Regions from separate parts of the Mus musculus genome. Here region 1 is linked to region 2. The links are chromatin contacts, called in public Hi-C maps. All regions are on one chromosome and are shown on one strand. The core of a region is the stretch at or near the end of the contact, and the rest is flanking DNA. Distances in the headings are between cores, read along the strand shown. Region 1 overlaps Nxpe3 (neurexophilin and PC-esterase domain family, member 3). Region 2 has its middle 110 kb from the start of Nfkbiz.

Evidence for each region. Hi-C and Micro-C count contacts between places; a contact is called where the count stands out from the background.
Region 1: a Hi-C map of group 2 innate lymphoid cells shows a contact between it and region 2, with 2.4 times the contacts expected there. The contact joins two enhancer-like sites. A contact is called at or near these places in 7 of 39 promoter capture datasets (the C10 cell line, embryonic stem cells, liver and 2 more), 1 of 15 datasets of contacts at CTCF or cohesin (large pre-B cells), 24 of 484 Hi-C or Micro-C datasets (CD8 T cells, the HPC-5 cell line, LSK cells and 15 more), 4 of 115 datasets of contacts at active chromatin or transcription factors (CD8 T cells, bone marrow-derived macrophages, kidney and 1 more) and 3 of 9 other capture datasets (adipose tissue, liver and pancreatic islet).

Annotation. Positions count from the first base shown.
Region 1 is chr16:55,843,881-55,850,691 of GRCm38.p6, reverse strand. It overlaps Nxpe3 (neurexophilin and PC-esterase domain family, member 3), which reads left to right. Exons shown (of 6, transcript NM_001134457.1): 5 at 874-1,080; 6 at 5,966-6,811. The coding sequence ends at 6,516. Among named protein-coding and RNA genes, the nearest start is that of Nfkbiz, 25 kb to the right of the region's middle. Within about 2 kb of position 2,826, at least 4 of the 459 cell types and tissues checked have an H3K27ac peak or open chromatin away from gene starts, as enhancers often do. A contact at or near this core is called in group 2 innate lymphoid cells, where this site is marked.
Region 2 is chr16:55,711,371-55,718,532 of GRCm38.p6, reverse strand. No RefSeq gene overlaps it. Among named protein-coding and RNA genes, the nearest start is that of Nfkbiz, 110 kb to the left of the region's middle. Within about 2 kb of position 3,257, at least 4 of the 459 cell types and tissues checked have an H3K27ac peak or open chromatin away from gene starts, as enhancers often do. A contact at or near this core is called in group 2 innate lymphoid cells, where this site is marked.

The sequences.
Region 1 (6,811 bases), core at 1,577-4,076, 130 kb before region 2:
GATTTGAAACCTTGTTGCGGCCAGTGTGGCATCTCCCAAGGGAGGTGTAAAGGCAGAGAGATAGTGCCTCTCTCCAAAGGTGGTGTTACAATGTGTAGCTGAGCTACAATGTGAGTTCACTGTTGCTGATGCTTTTTAGTGCTGCCTCTGATTCCAAGAGACCTGAACCATTTGTGGAGCATGATCCATCCATCCATCCATCACATGGCACTGCTTCTCTGTATTTGACAATGGTGGTTCTCTGAATTAAAATTTGTATTTAGAACATTTAATGGAGCAGGAGGCATTGTGTTAATATTGCCATGTTAAAATTTGTATATACGTGTGTATATCATATATACATACACATATATAACTTAAATATATACGTATATACATGCATATATATGTATGTATGTATATATATATGTATAACTTAATGTGAGATTAAGTTATCATTTGGTTTTCAGGCATTGGGATAAAAACTGCTTCCGTTCTGAGATAACACTGTGTAGATGCTTGCTTGCGTTTCCTTGGGTTTTGCCTTTCTTTATTTTGAACTTCACTGAACACCCCCGTACACAGCAGGAATGCCTGAAGTGTTCTTTGCTGCCCCCGGTGCTCTCCACCGCCCCCCCCCCCCATCCACTTCTCATCTTCCCATTTTAGTGTGTAGGGGGGAAAACCTGGGATTTCTTCAAGCTATGACAACAGGAAGTCCTGTCTCTTAAGCTTCCAGGCTAGCAAATATGTGGGTATAGTTCTCTCTCTCTCTCTCTCTCTCTCTCTCTCTCTCTTTTTTCTTTTTTGGAAACATTTTTGTATCTGTTTTTGGAGATGAATTTCAGAATCTTATGATAGATCCCTTCCCCCCTCCCCCCTTTTTCTTTGTAGAAACTGATGACTTAGAAGTATCTCAAGGCTCAGGAATTTTTCCCTCCGGATATTTCTACAAAAACCAGTGGAGGCCCAGGAGGTTCAAGATGCGCCACTTTAATGACCCCGACAACATTACGGAATGCTTGCAAGGAAAAATGGTGTATTTGTTCGGTGACTCGACAATCAGGCAGTGGTTTGAATACCTCACTGCATTTGTTCCAGGTGGGTACTCTGCTACTGGTTTCATGACTGTCCCCAGTATGAGGGAAATCGTACTGGGAATGAACAGACTCATTTTTTGAGCCTGACGAGAGGAGTCAGGTGAGGAGGCGATCTCTCAGTAAAGGGTGCCCGCAGAGTCTTGCTTTGGTGGAGGTTGTCACGAGGTTCACACCGTTGACTCTCTCTGACCTTGGACGAGGCAGGCACTCCGCAGTGCTTCCTTCTCTGTGTCAGAGTAGACAGCGGAGCGGCACCGTGCCACCTCACAGGTGTCCTTTACCGCTAATCTTCTGGATCAAGAAACTGTCGGCCACGGCCGCTTGTCTCTTTCCCAGTTCCGTATGGCTCAATTCTAGGTCTGTACAGGAGCTTACTGGAAGGAAGCAGCCAAATGTGTATCTGTAGCAAAGGCATCCCTGGGGCCTCTCACTGAGAAAGACATGGCTGCTGTTTGGAGACTGTGGGCAAGGCCCAGCATTCTTAGCCTCACTCTGAGACCCACCCTCCAGATCCAGAGTAAGACAGTGCTGGTTGGAGTCCTACCACTCAGCCACAGGAGGCACGGTCTTCTTTCCCTAAGTGTGTGTCCTTACCTGTTAAGGATCAGGTGGTGTTGTGGGAACTATTTGTGTGTTTTTGTGTATGTGAGTATGGGCGGAAGTGGGCGTGAGTGAAGGAATGAGTATGGAGGCCAAGGTCAGCCTGGAGTGTTGTTCTCAGGCTCTGTCCAGCTCGTTTTGCGAGACAGCCTCTCACTGGCCTGAGAGACCTGGCTGTCGCTGCCTCCCCGGCTCCTCCGGCTTCTTCCCGATTCGCCTCAGGTCGCTGTGCTTGTATGGAAAGCACTGATTGACTGAGCCATCTCCTCAGCCTGTGTGGGGACTTTTTTTTTTTTTAATATTTTTAATTTTTTAAAAGATTTATTTATTTATGTATACAAATACTTGGCATGTATGTCTGCACACCAGAAAATGGCATCGGACAATCATGAGTTGCCTTGTGGGTGCTGGGAATTGAACTCAGGATCTTTGGAACAGCAGTGACTGCTTTTATCATTGAGCCATCCCTCCAGCCCTGTAAACAGAGGTTATTTATTTCTTTATTTTATTCTAATATAAACTCGCATTGTTTTGTGTGTGAGTTGCTTAGGATGCTCTTTTCATCATTTCTAATTTACTTTTTTTAAACATTTTAAAAAACATTTATTTATTTTATTTATGGGTCCACTGTAGCTGTCTTCAGACACACCAGAAGAAGGCATCAGATCCCATTACAGATGGTTGTGAGCCACCATGTAGTTGCTGGGAATTGAACTCAGGACCTCTGGAAGAGCAAGCAGCCAGTGCTCTTAACGGCTGAGCCATCTCTCCAGCCCTTTAATTTACTTTTTTAAAAGAAAAGGAAGTTGATTTTTTTTACCCCCAAAGGTTGAAAGTCAGTTCTGGCTTTTCTTTTTTCATGGAAGCAGATATGATTGAGTTCTAGTTAGTGAAGGCTAAACTACAAATCTGTTGGAGGAAGCAGTGTGTGGCGCGATGCTGGCAAAGCCTTGGTGCTGACCTCGCAGGTCTTCCAGGCCTCTGCAGTCGCCTCTTCATAATTTCTGATGACGTAGCTTGATATTTCCATTAATAGCAATGATCACATGGATTGTTTTGCTCATTTTCCACAAGACCCTTGACAGACAGATGTTCATTTGATAAAATAAAGCCTTGTGTGGGTGCCTGATCTTTATCAAAAGTAAACGATAGTGTGAACTTTTATTCACTTCAACTCTGGAGGCAACATAGTAGTGAGTCAGTCAAGTGGAAGAGTCTAGAGGAGAAGCTTGGCATGCCGGAGAGGAGAGAGTGAAGCCCGCCTTAACCCTTAACGGGAATAGAGGAATAGTCTAGTCTGATGTGTCCTTTTCAGAATTGCCTGTAAGTCTTGGCTGATTTATGGCACCCATGGAAGGGAATTGAGCACAGTAGACTTGGAAGGAAGTGCGAACAGGACTGCAGTATCAACATTTACTGTGTTTGTATGCATGTCTGTCTGTCTGTATGTCTGTCTGTCTGTCTGTCTGAATGTCTTTATGCATGCAATTAGTTTGAGACAAGCTTTGCTGTGTACTCCTGCTAGCCTGCAGGTTGCTTTATGTATCAGCCTGCCTCTGCTTGTGAGGAATCCTCCTGCCTCAGCTTCCCGGGTGTGTGTGGATTTTGTAGGAACTGGGCCATGAAACACAACTTAAGGGGGAGGGAGTGAAAAGATTTCTAATCTGTGCTGCTGACCCCTCCTGCCCCCAACACACACTTTGCTTTCTTTTTCTTTTATCTGAGACATGCTATCACTGTCTGCCTAGCCTGGAATTCACTGTGTAGACCAGGCTGGCCTCATGATCCTAGTGATACATCTGTCTCTGCCTTACTGGTGCAAGGCTCGGGCTATGTGCCATCACCCCCCCCCCCACACACACACACACACATTTAACTTTGTTATTTCTTATGTTAGACAAGTTTTCTTATAAGGTTTTCACTATGGGGTAAACTTAATAGTCATAAGAAACAGAACCACCTTTTTTTTTTTTTTTTTCTTATTGGAAAAACAAGGAATTTGCTTTTTTTCTTTTTCTTTTTTTTTTTTTTTAAATTCAGGAGTATAATTTAGATTATTTTACTTTCTAAAAAAAAAAAATTAGCCAGACAGTGGTGGCGCACGCCTTTAATCCCAGCACTTGGGAGGCAGAGGCAGGCGGATTTCTGAGTTCGAGGCCAGCCTGGTCTACAAAGTGAGTTCCAGGACAGGCAGAGCTACACGGAGAAACCCTGTCTCGAACAAACCAAAAAAATAAATAAATAAATTAAAATAAAATAAAATAAAAAAATTATTTGTTTACCTATTTTGAGGTGAGATCTCTCACTGTAGCCCTGGGAAGCTTTAAACTCAGTAATTCCCCTGCCTTAGCCTCCCAAGTGCTGGTATTACAAACATATGCTATCATTCTTGGGCTAAAAATTTGTTTTAATTGATAAATAAGTGCATGTATTTAGAGGGTACCTTGGGACCTGTAGATAGAATGATTTATTAAGCTAACTACATATCTGTAACTTCATATACTTATTTATGGGCAGTGACATCGTTTGGGATGCCTTTGGGAGAGTCTAAAGTATGTTATTATTAACCATGGCCACTCTGCTGTGACTCGAGGTGTAACTCAGGGTGCTAGGTCTCACAGCCTGGCCCTTCCTCATTAGCATAGGTATCTTTGATTGACTTCTCCTGTTTGCTTCCCAAGGTCCCTAGCTTTTGGTGAGTTTCTACTCTTTGAGTGTTAAACTCTTAACAGTTACTACACAGAAGAGACGCCGGGGTGTGTTTTTCTTCCTATGCTGAGCTTATCTCACTTAGCATGGCATCCTTCTGGGCCTATTCATGTTATTGCAAATGGCAGCATTTTCATTTATTTATTTATTTATTTATTTATTTATTTTTATTAGATATTTTCTTTATGTACATTTCAAATGCTATCCCGAAAGTCCCCTATACCCTCCTCCCCCCCCCCCCCAACCGCCCTGATCCCCTACCCACCCACTCCCACTTCTTGGCCCTGGCATTCCCCTGTACGGGGCATATAAAGTTTGCAATACCAAGGGGCCTCTCTTCCCTGTGTTGGCCGACTAGGCCATCTTCTGCTACATATGCAGCTAGAGACATGAGCTCTGGGGGTACTGGTTAGTTCATATTGTTGTTCCACCTATAGGGTTGCAGACCCCTTCAGCTCCTTGGGTGCTTTCTCTAGCTTCTCCATTGGGGGCCCTGTGTTCCATCTTATAGATAACTGTAGGCATCCACTTCTGTATTTGCCAGGCACTGGCATAGCCTCATATGAGACAACTATACCAGGGTCCCTTCAGCAAAATCTTGCTGGCATATGCAATAGTGTCTGGGTTTGGTGGCTGATTATGGGATGTATCCCCGGGTGGGGTATTCTCTGGATAGTCCATCCTTTCGTCTTAGCTCTAAACTTTGTCTCTGTAACTCCTTTCATGGGTGTTTTGTTCCCTATTCTAAGGAGGAATGAAGTATCCACCCGTTGGTCTTCCCTCTTCCTGATTTTCTTGTGTTTTGCAAATTGTATCTTGGGTGTTCTATGTTTCTGGGCTAATATCTACTTATCAATGAGTGCATATCTAATGACTTCTTTTGTGATTGGGTTACCTCACTAAGGATGATATCTTCCAGATACATCCATTTGTCCAAATTTCATAAATCCATTGTTTTTAATAGCTTAGTAGTACTCCATTGTGTAAATGTACCACATTTTCTGTATCCATTCTTCTATTGAGGGACATCTGGGTTCTTTTCAGCTTCTGGCTATTATAAATAAGGCTGCTATGAACATAGTGGAGCATGTGTTCTTATTACCAGTTAGAACAACTTCTGGGTATATGAAATGGCAGCATTTTCAAAAAGATATGTGTAGTTCCTGAAATGCGCTCATAAAACAGAAGTTACAGACCCTGTCTTAGAAGATAAACTACTCATCAGTTAGAAGGATAAAATATGAATGCCATCTGCACTCTTAAATATTCAGTCATCCATGCAAATAGCAAGATTTCTTGGCTTAATGGAGGTAGTTATCTTAAGACATGTGTAGACTGTCACTGATAATATTGCTTATTATGGGATGCTTTGGCGTGATTTGAATAATTATGGCACTAGACTAAAGATCCATTGATTCAAAATGGGATACAGGCAATAGGCATTCCTCTTAAACGCCCCTTGAGCTCCTTCATTGTATTTCTATCTTTAAAACGGTTTGCAAAACCACTTGGATATTTAGAATGGATGTGTTTAGATGGAATGTTTTCATGAATTTGATTTTTTTCCCTTGTTTCAGATTTAGTGGAGTTCAATTTGGGCAGTCCCAAGAATGTCGGTCCCTTCCTTGCAGTGGACCAGAAACACAACGTCTTGCTCAGCTATCGCTGTCATGGTCCACCCATTCGCTTCACGAGCGTCTTTAGTAATGAGCTCCATTACGTGGCAAATGAACTGAACAGGCTCGTGGGAGGGAAGAACACAGTGGTGGCCATAGCCGTATGGTCTCACTTTAGCACGTTCCCCTTGGAAGTCTACATCCGGAGGCTCAGGAACATCAGGCGGGCAGTGGTCCAACTCCTGGACCGAAGTCCTAAGACAGTGGTTGTCATCCGGACAGGCAATGCCCAAGAGCTGGGGCCTGAGGTGAGCCTTTACAACAGTGACTGGTACAACTTTCAGCTGGACACTGTCCTTCGGAGGATGTTTTCAGGGGTCGGAGTCTACCTTGTTGATGCCTGGGAGATGACCTTGGCTCATCACCTACCCCACAAACTGCATCCAGATGAAGTGATCGTGAAGAACCAGCTGGACATGTTCTTATCTTACGTATGCCCCTTGGAGACCTAGCTGTCCTCAAGGACACTGGAGCAATCACGTCCAGTGACCTTTCCAATTGACCTGCAGCATAGATAATCTGTGATCGACTCCATTGCGAAATGGATACTCCCAATCGGTTTGCCATTCAGAAAAGAGCTGTCCTTTGCATAATGACTGGTAATGAACGTAGGCAGTGTAGGCTGCGTTTGTAGCTACCTATAGGATTTTTCCGTCTCGACTTAGCCATCCTAGAGATCTAACTTATTGCATCTGCACACGGTATTGCTGCCCTTGTAACCAAAGATGCTAATGAGTGGTTAAGAAC
Region 2 (7,162 bases), core at 2,008-4,507:
GGCTTTTCATTCTCCGCAAGGTTAAGCAGACAAACTATTGTTTTCCTTTTCAAAAATTCTAGGTAGTTTGGCAGTGGGCACATAAATAAAAGTAGGTCTGGTAACATTTTTTTTTTAAGTTGGTTTAAATGTACGATCCCCTCTTTCCCTAGGCTCATGTGTTGGAATACTTGATCTCGGGTGGTGGAACTATTTTGGCAGGGTATGAAAACTTAACTCTCTTTGACTACATTTTACTTAAAAATTTTGAGAATTTCTTTCAATGTGTTTTGAATATATCTACCCGACTCCCCCAACTCCTCCTATTATCATTCTCTCTACTCTTTTCTCCCATCCAATTTTGAGATTATCTCCTCCTCTTCCTCCTTTTTCTCTTCCTTCTCCTTTTTCATTCCCCCCAGTATGGGTTGTCTGGCTAGTCTTAGAAATTTTTTCTCTCCTGCTGTGAAGTTAGCTTACCATGGCTCACATCACGAAAGAAAACTAATTTTCCCTACTTCAGCATCCTTCAACTAGTGGTTGGATTTTGTATCTGGGAAAAATAGTTTCCTTGATGTTTTCTACTGCCTTTGGGTGTAGAAAGTTTAGGATGTGGAGCCTTGATAAAGGAATTCGTTCCCTGGGGGTGGTGGTGGGTCGTGATGGAGGGGCGGATGGTAGTGTGTAGTGGTTGTGGTGAGTGGGTTTATAGCCCAGTTCCTCTTCTTGTTTTCTTCCTCTGCTTCTTGATCTGTGGAGATGTGAACACACAATGTTAGGCTCCTGCGCCCACAGGTGCAAACCATCCCCACCATGTGGCCTTTCCCACCATGATAGAGAGTGTCTCTGCAAACAAGAATCTCAGATAAAACCTCCTCTTGTGCGTTGCTTCTTGAAAGGTTTACAGTCACAGCAGTAGGTGAAGTGACCTGTGCATGTGTCCATTGAAAGTGACCAATTCTGAGTTCTAGGTAAGTTATAACACTTTTAATTTTGGTGAGGGTTTTCCTGAGAATATTATGCAGAGAAAACCAATGGGAGATAATATCTACTCAAGTATGAGTTCTTATATAAAGTAATGGAAAAATTCCATCAAAAAAAAAGAGAAAAGAGTTCCATTTTTTTTTTTGGGGTTCTGCCTTATACCCTCATTTTTATGTATAGGCATCAAGAATAGGTTAGAAAATATGTATAGAAACATTATGAAATGAAATATATTAAAATAATGATCATGTTTACCTTAAAAATAAAAGCCAAATTAAAAAATATAAACTGAAAAAAAAAATATAAACTGGCCACAGAGATGGGAATCTTCAGGGAATCTCCTTGCAAGCTATGTAGTACCTTGTTCCTTTTGCCTCATGGCTATCATACACCAGGTGACATGTGAAGAATGACTTCCATACCATGACAGGACCTTCTTCAGTGCTAGTAGGAGGTTAGTAATGTCGATGTAAGGGATGGACTATCTTCCTCCTTTTATTAAGTAATTACTATTCCTGTTACTCAGGAGCTAGTCTGTGAGTTTTGCCTTCACAGATGGCTTGTTGTTTTTAAATGAATTATAACCCACTAGCGTCTCATGCTCTGAGAGAGTTCAGCGGTGGCAGAGACAAAAGAGCAAGCCAAAGCTGTATGTGGCTACAGTAGATTTGAGGGACAGAAATGCTGACTTGATAGTACTGTGGATATGTGGATGTTCCCCAACATGTCTGTGAGTTAGAATCCTGGGGCAATTGTCATCCTTTTCTCTTTACCTTGTGCCACATTCTCCATGAAGTTTCATTTCAAGAAGAAGGGAACCTGATCAAAAGGGCCAGTCCACAAGCAGAGTGCTTAGTGATGGAGGTGAGATGGAGAGTGCTTCATAGATGAGGCATCTCAACCCCCACCGTGGGACCAGCAGCAGATCTATCTATAATCAGGTCCCATTTAAATCAAACACTGGCAATCTCACTTTCATCATGGGTCCATCTTTTCCTATTACAGTCTCTTAACAGTTCAACGGGATGCTGTACAAGTACCACCAGCAATCTGTAAGTTGTGTCTTTCCAGGAAGCCTGGAGATACTGCCTTTTACTGATGCATATGGTCTATAGAAGCATTCTAGTTTTTCATTCTTGGATGATCTTGAACTGATGGTGACCCGATAGCTTAACAGAAACAGGGCGTCTTCATCTTAACTGATCTTTTGTGGGAGATGTCTACACAAATCCTACATCATTAAAGTTCATAGTTGAGTTGGAGAGCAGGACCATTATTATAGTACATAGCCAGATTGGAGGATTGAAGCATTTTAGACTACAGAGTTGAGTTGGAGGGCAGGGCAATGGACTATGCACTGGATGCTGTTGACCAAGGAAAAAAGAAGCAAGCAGGCAGCCTTACCCTTACAGAACTTGGAAAAGCCGTAAATGCTATAGAATCAAAGGTATTAAAAAATGCTGCCCTATAACCTATTCCAAATTTTTATTCTAGATCTATGTTTCACCCACACAGTTTGAAGAAGGGGTAGCTATAGTGTAGCATTCACTCTCACGCTAACTGTACCCCTGACTCTGGTCAACACATGGAGCTTTGAATTGAAAGCATGACTTACTTGTTTGAATCTGGGATTGGTTCTGTTCCAAATGTATCCCCCAGGACAGATGCAAGGTCCTCCATGGCTTTGCTACATGGGTTCTTCCTAAGACTGGGACTGAGAAGCTAAGACTGATAATACTTCAGACTTTGCCAAAGTGTCTGGACTTGCCTCTGTGGAGCAGGGCTAATTTCTGTGAATATGTTGTTTCTCCAAGGTTGGCCGGGTTTATGAAGTGGAAATAAAGCTGTTACTGTATAACAAATTGAAGCCATACTTGTTTTCCTACCCCTTGGTATCCTATTCAAGATTAAGATATATTTATTTTCCCTATGGCAGGGTGGCTCAATTTCCCTAAGATTGGAGGAATGCAGATTGGTGTATGCATGCTGAAGAGGGAGAGCAAGGAGGACTGACTTAGCTGTCTTCAAGAAGAATGAATGTGAACTAAGAGCCTTCTCTGTTGTTTATGTTTTTCCTTGCAGATACTCTGACTATGAATAATAGTTTCAATAAGAAAGACAGGATGTGTTCTGAGAGGAAGACCGGGAGTTGTGACAGGCAGAAGAAAAATGAAGCCAAACAACATGGAGGTGTGTCATCACCGCTGGATTTTGTCCTGATCTATGTCCAGTCATCTCTGTCGGGCGCCCATTCAAGACGCAGCATATCTACTCTGAGTTTGAAGTCATGGGTGAGCTTTCAAGGGCAACACATGGAAACAGGTTTGACTACTTCCTTCCCACGACACATGTTCATCACTCATCCATCCATTCGAGAATCCTATATCGAGGGCCCTCTCTTTGTGTTAGAGTTAATGACAGGTACTAGAGGTTATCAACTGCATGGTTCCTAGAAGTTATATAATAGTGAACAGGAACAGCTTGATTTTTATCTTTAAAATTAACTTTATGTTGCTGGAGAGATAGCTTAGTGGTTACGAGTGCTTGTTGTTCTTCCAGAAGACCTAAATTTAGTACTCAACATTTTAGGAGGTTCATAACATCCTGTAACCCTTGCTGGGGGGGGGGGAGGACGGGTGTGGAGGTGTCAAATGTCCTATTCTGGCCTCTACGGACACTTGTACACACATAGCAGACACAAATAAATAGAAGAATAAAACAACTTAAATATTATAACTCCAGGTAAAGTCTTCTAACCAGAAATACTTAAATGGATAGACAAAGGCAGTGGAAATTATAATTAGTTAATAAATTTTTAATATCTATGTGTGTATGTGTATGTGGCTCTTCTGTGTGTGTGTGTGTGTGTGTGTGTGTGTGTGTGAGAGAGAGAGAGAGAGAGAGAGAGAGAGAGAGAGAGAGAGAGAGAGAGAGAGAGTTCATCAATTTGGATAGGCTGGCTGGATAAATATGCTCTAGAAATCCATATATAGCACTACACATTTACAGGCATGTTCAGGTGTCTATGTCTGGCTTTTACATGAGTGCTGGGAATGCAAACTCAGGCCTACCTGTTCATGTGGCTTTTTCGTAGCCAATGGAGCCATTCTTGCAGTCCCTGAAGAATCCTGTTATATGTTATCTTTTAAGAGCAGCTACAAATCAGACTAAACATGACTGAGTCTTGAGATGCTCTATTTGTTGCTCAGGTGGAAAAGTAAACAGCTTTCAGAGAGCTTTCCTTTCTGTTTAATCAGCAGCATCTGCAGCAGTGATACCCTTCAGTTTCTCAGGGTGGATTCTCTGCCTAGCATTGTTTATAATGCAATGTTATAGTAACAGCCTTCTACATTCATCGTCATTAATGTGGGAGATTAGATAGGAAAAAGAAAGAGTGGATCAAAAAAAGTCATTAGTCAAGACAGAAAGTCACAGCTGAACCATAGAAGTATTTGTTTGGTGAGATAGTGGGGGACAAAAAAAACAGTGGCTGTTTGAAAGGATTTATGAGAAAGTGACCTACGCAATGAAGGAAATATAGGTGTTGAGACCCCACCCCCATGGTAAAGAATCACGGTAAGCAAGAAAGTAGGACTCAGCAGGTGACTTGTGGTTGCCTATTGCTACCTAGTAAGTTATATAATGACTTTCCTTTCCTTTCCTTTCCTTTCCTTTCCTTTCCTTTCCTTTCCTTTCCTTTCCTTTCCTTTCCTTTCCTTTCCTTTCCTTTCCTTTCCTTTCCTTTCCTTTCCTTTCCTTTCCTTTCCTTTTTTCCTTTCCTCTTTTTCTTTCCTTTTCCTTTTCCTTTCCCTTTCCTTTCCTTTTCCTTCCCTTTCCTTCCCTTTTCCTTCCCTTTTCCTTTCTTTTCCTTTTCAGCGTTGTAGTTAGGAAAATCTGTGGTGTAGTTGGTGCTCCTCAAAAGTTTGGTTTTAGGGGCCGATGACTGATAGAATGCTTGCTTAGTACGCATATAGTATGTGAAGCCCTGGATCTCATTGGAAGATCTGGATAAACTGGGCATGGTGGTCCACATTGGTCATTCCAGAACTAAGGAGATGAGGAGTTCAAGTCTATGTTCAGTACATAGGAAGCTGGAGGTCAACCTAGGATGTGTGACCTTGTTAAAAAGAGAAGGAGGAGGAGGGAGAGGAGGAAGAGGATGATGATGATGAGAACACCAGAGGAGTGTGCAGCAAAAGATGTCTTCTTGTTATGACACAGCCAGTTGCTAGGGTTAGAGGCAAGAGGTAATGAGGTGGTAGGATGACTAGTGTTCATTATATACATGCATGAAACTGTCAGAATGGGAGAGAAGGGGAGAGGGAAAGAGAAAAAGAGAGAAAGAGGGGCAGGGGAGAGAAGGTTAATGTTTTCTGTACTAGTGGGTACTATACAGAAAGGGTGAGTCAGCTATCCAATGAAAACAAAGCTAAGACATTCATGGGAGGAGACTGAAGATCTTATTTGCTCTGAATTCCCAGGAAGCAGAGTGCAGGAATGTCCAGGTCCTACCTGTCTGCCAGGGAAAGGAGGAATCGATGACTGGTTGTAGCTAGGGAGAGTGGGTTTATATATATTTATGTTACTCAGAAAGTTGTAGCATCAATACACAGATTTATCACTTAATGTTTGATTTATGTGATGACTTGGAGTTTTAATTAAACATCCAAGTACCACTCTGTTAGTAAATTTCTTGGTAGTGGAATTGTCCTCTATTTTAAATGGTGCCCAGTGTGTAGGAAAATCAGGACCAGGCTTGTTAGTCTGGTCATTTGATTTTTTTTTTCCTGGATTTTCAATTCTCTTTTACCCTCAACACAACAATTCCTTAAGGATTGGGTTCACTGATAGTTGACCTGCAGCAAGCTTGTGTGTGGACATCATTTGGAGAAATTGATGTGATATTTTTCTTTACTTCTATATTCAGATGTCACACGGTTGGGAAGAGAACATCTGAGGGTATGCTGTGGTTTGAGTGTCTTCCTGGGTTCATGTGATAGTGTGGTACTCTGTGTGGTGATATTGAGAGGTACCTGATGTGCTTAAGTGGTGGACTTAATTCAAGGTTATTAGGTTGCTGGGGATGTTGCTATCAGAAGGATTAGCACTGTCCTACGGAAACTTCGGGACTCCTCAAGGGAGTACTTTCAAGGCTATGAATGATTAAGACTGGTTTCTTCTCACTCCGTTGTCTCCCACCTCACTTCTCACTCTGATATCTCTCCCACCTGCCCTCTTACCAGGATGGAATGTGCCATATGATTCAGCCAGTGAGGCCCTTGTCAGGACTGAGCCTATGGTAACATGATGGTTTTGAATCTTCAAAATTATGAGCTAAATACAACTAGTTGCTTCATATGTTATCCAGCTGTAGGCATTTTGTCACAGCAATGGAAAGTAGACTAATGAAGTTTGGAAAAATGTATGGAATCCCAAGCAACACTTGTAGTCACTTAGGAAACCCTCCGCCATACTTTCTCCAAGAAGTGCATACTGACAAGAGTCATGGACTCTTCGTTCTTTACTAATGTTTTACTTTATTTGAAAATTTCACACGCATATACAATGTATTTTGATTATACCCACTTTCAATTCCCGACTCCAACTTCATGTCTCCCTCCCTTGCTAAGTCCAACTAATGCTGTCTAAATGGGCAAGGGTGTGGGGCTATCCACTGGGGCACACTGATGGTGGACAGCTCTAGGAACAGCTAGACAGAGCTTGTCTGAATGCAATCAGAGAGCAGGAGCTGTGGATGTAAAGAAGCCAAGGAAGGCCTGGAAACACCCTATTAAATTCAGGAGGAAGGTGAATTCACCCCCAGGAGGCACTGTGGGCACTGGCGAATCACTCTCCACTAACCCTGGAAGTTAGATAGAATGTGCTAGCATCCCATTCTGTCCTACGTGAAAACAGGAAAGCATAATGTTGAAGTGAAGAAAGTAACTCTCCTTAATGAGAGACAAGTCTTTATAACAAAACTAGACTGACGAGTGACCTTTAGCTCTGGAGAGCTACCATTTTGATGGATCATGAAATGAGAGAGTTTCTTCTGAGGGTTAATTTACATGTTTTCAGTTCTCAATATACTATAGTAAATGCAGGTGGTTAGTGATTTTCTTCTTTTGTCTCATTGATAAAGAAAAATGTGTCAGCCTGACACACCTGGATAGAAGCAGTTAGTTAGATGACTCCTATG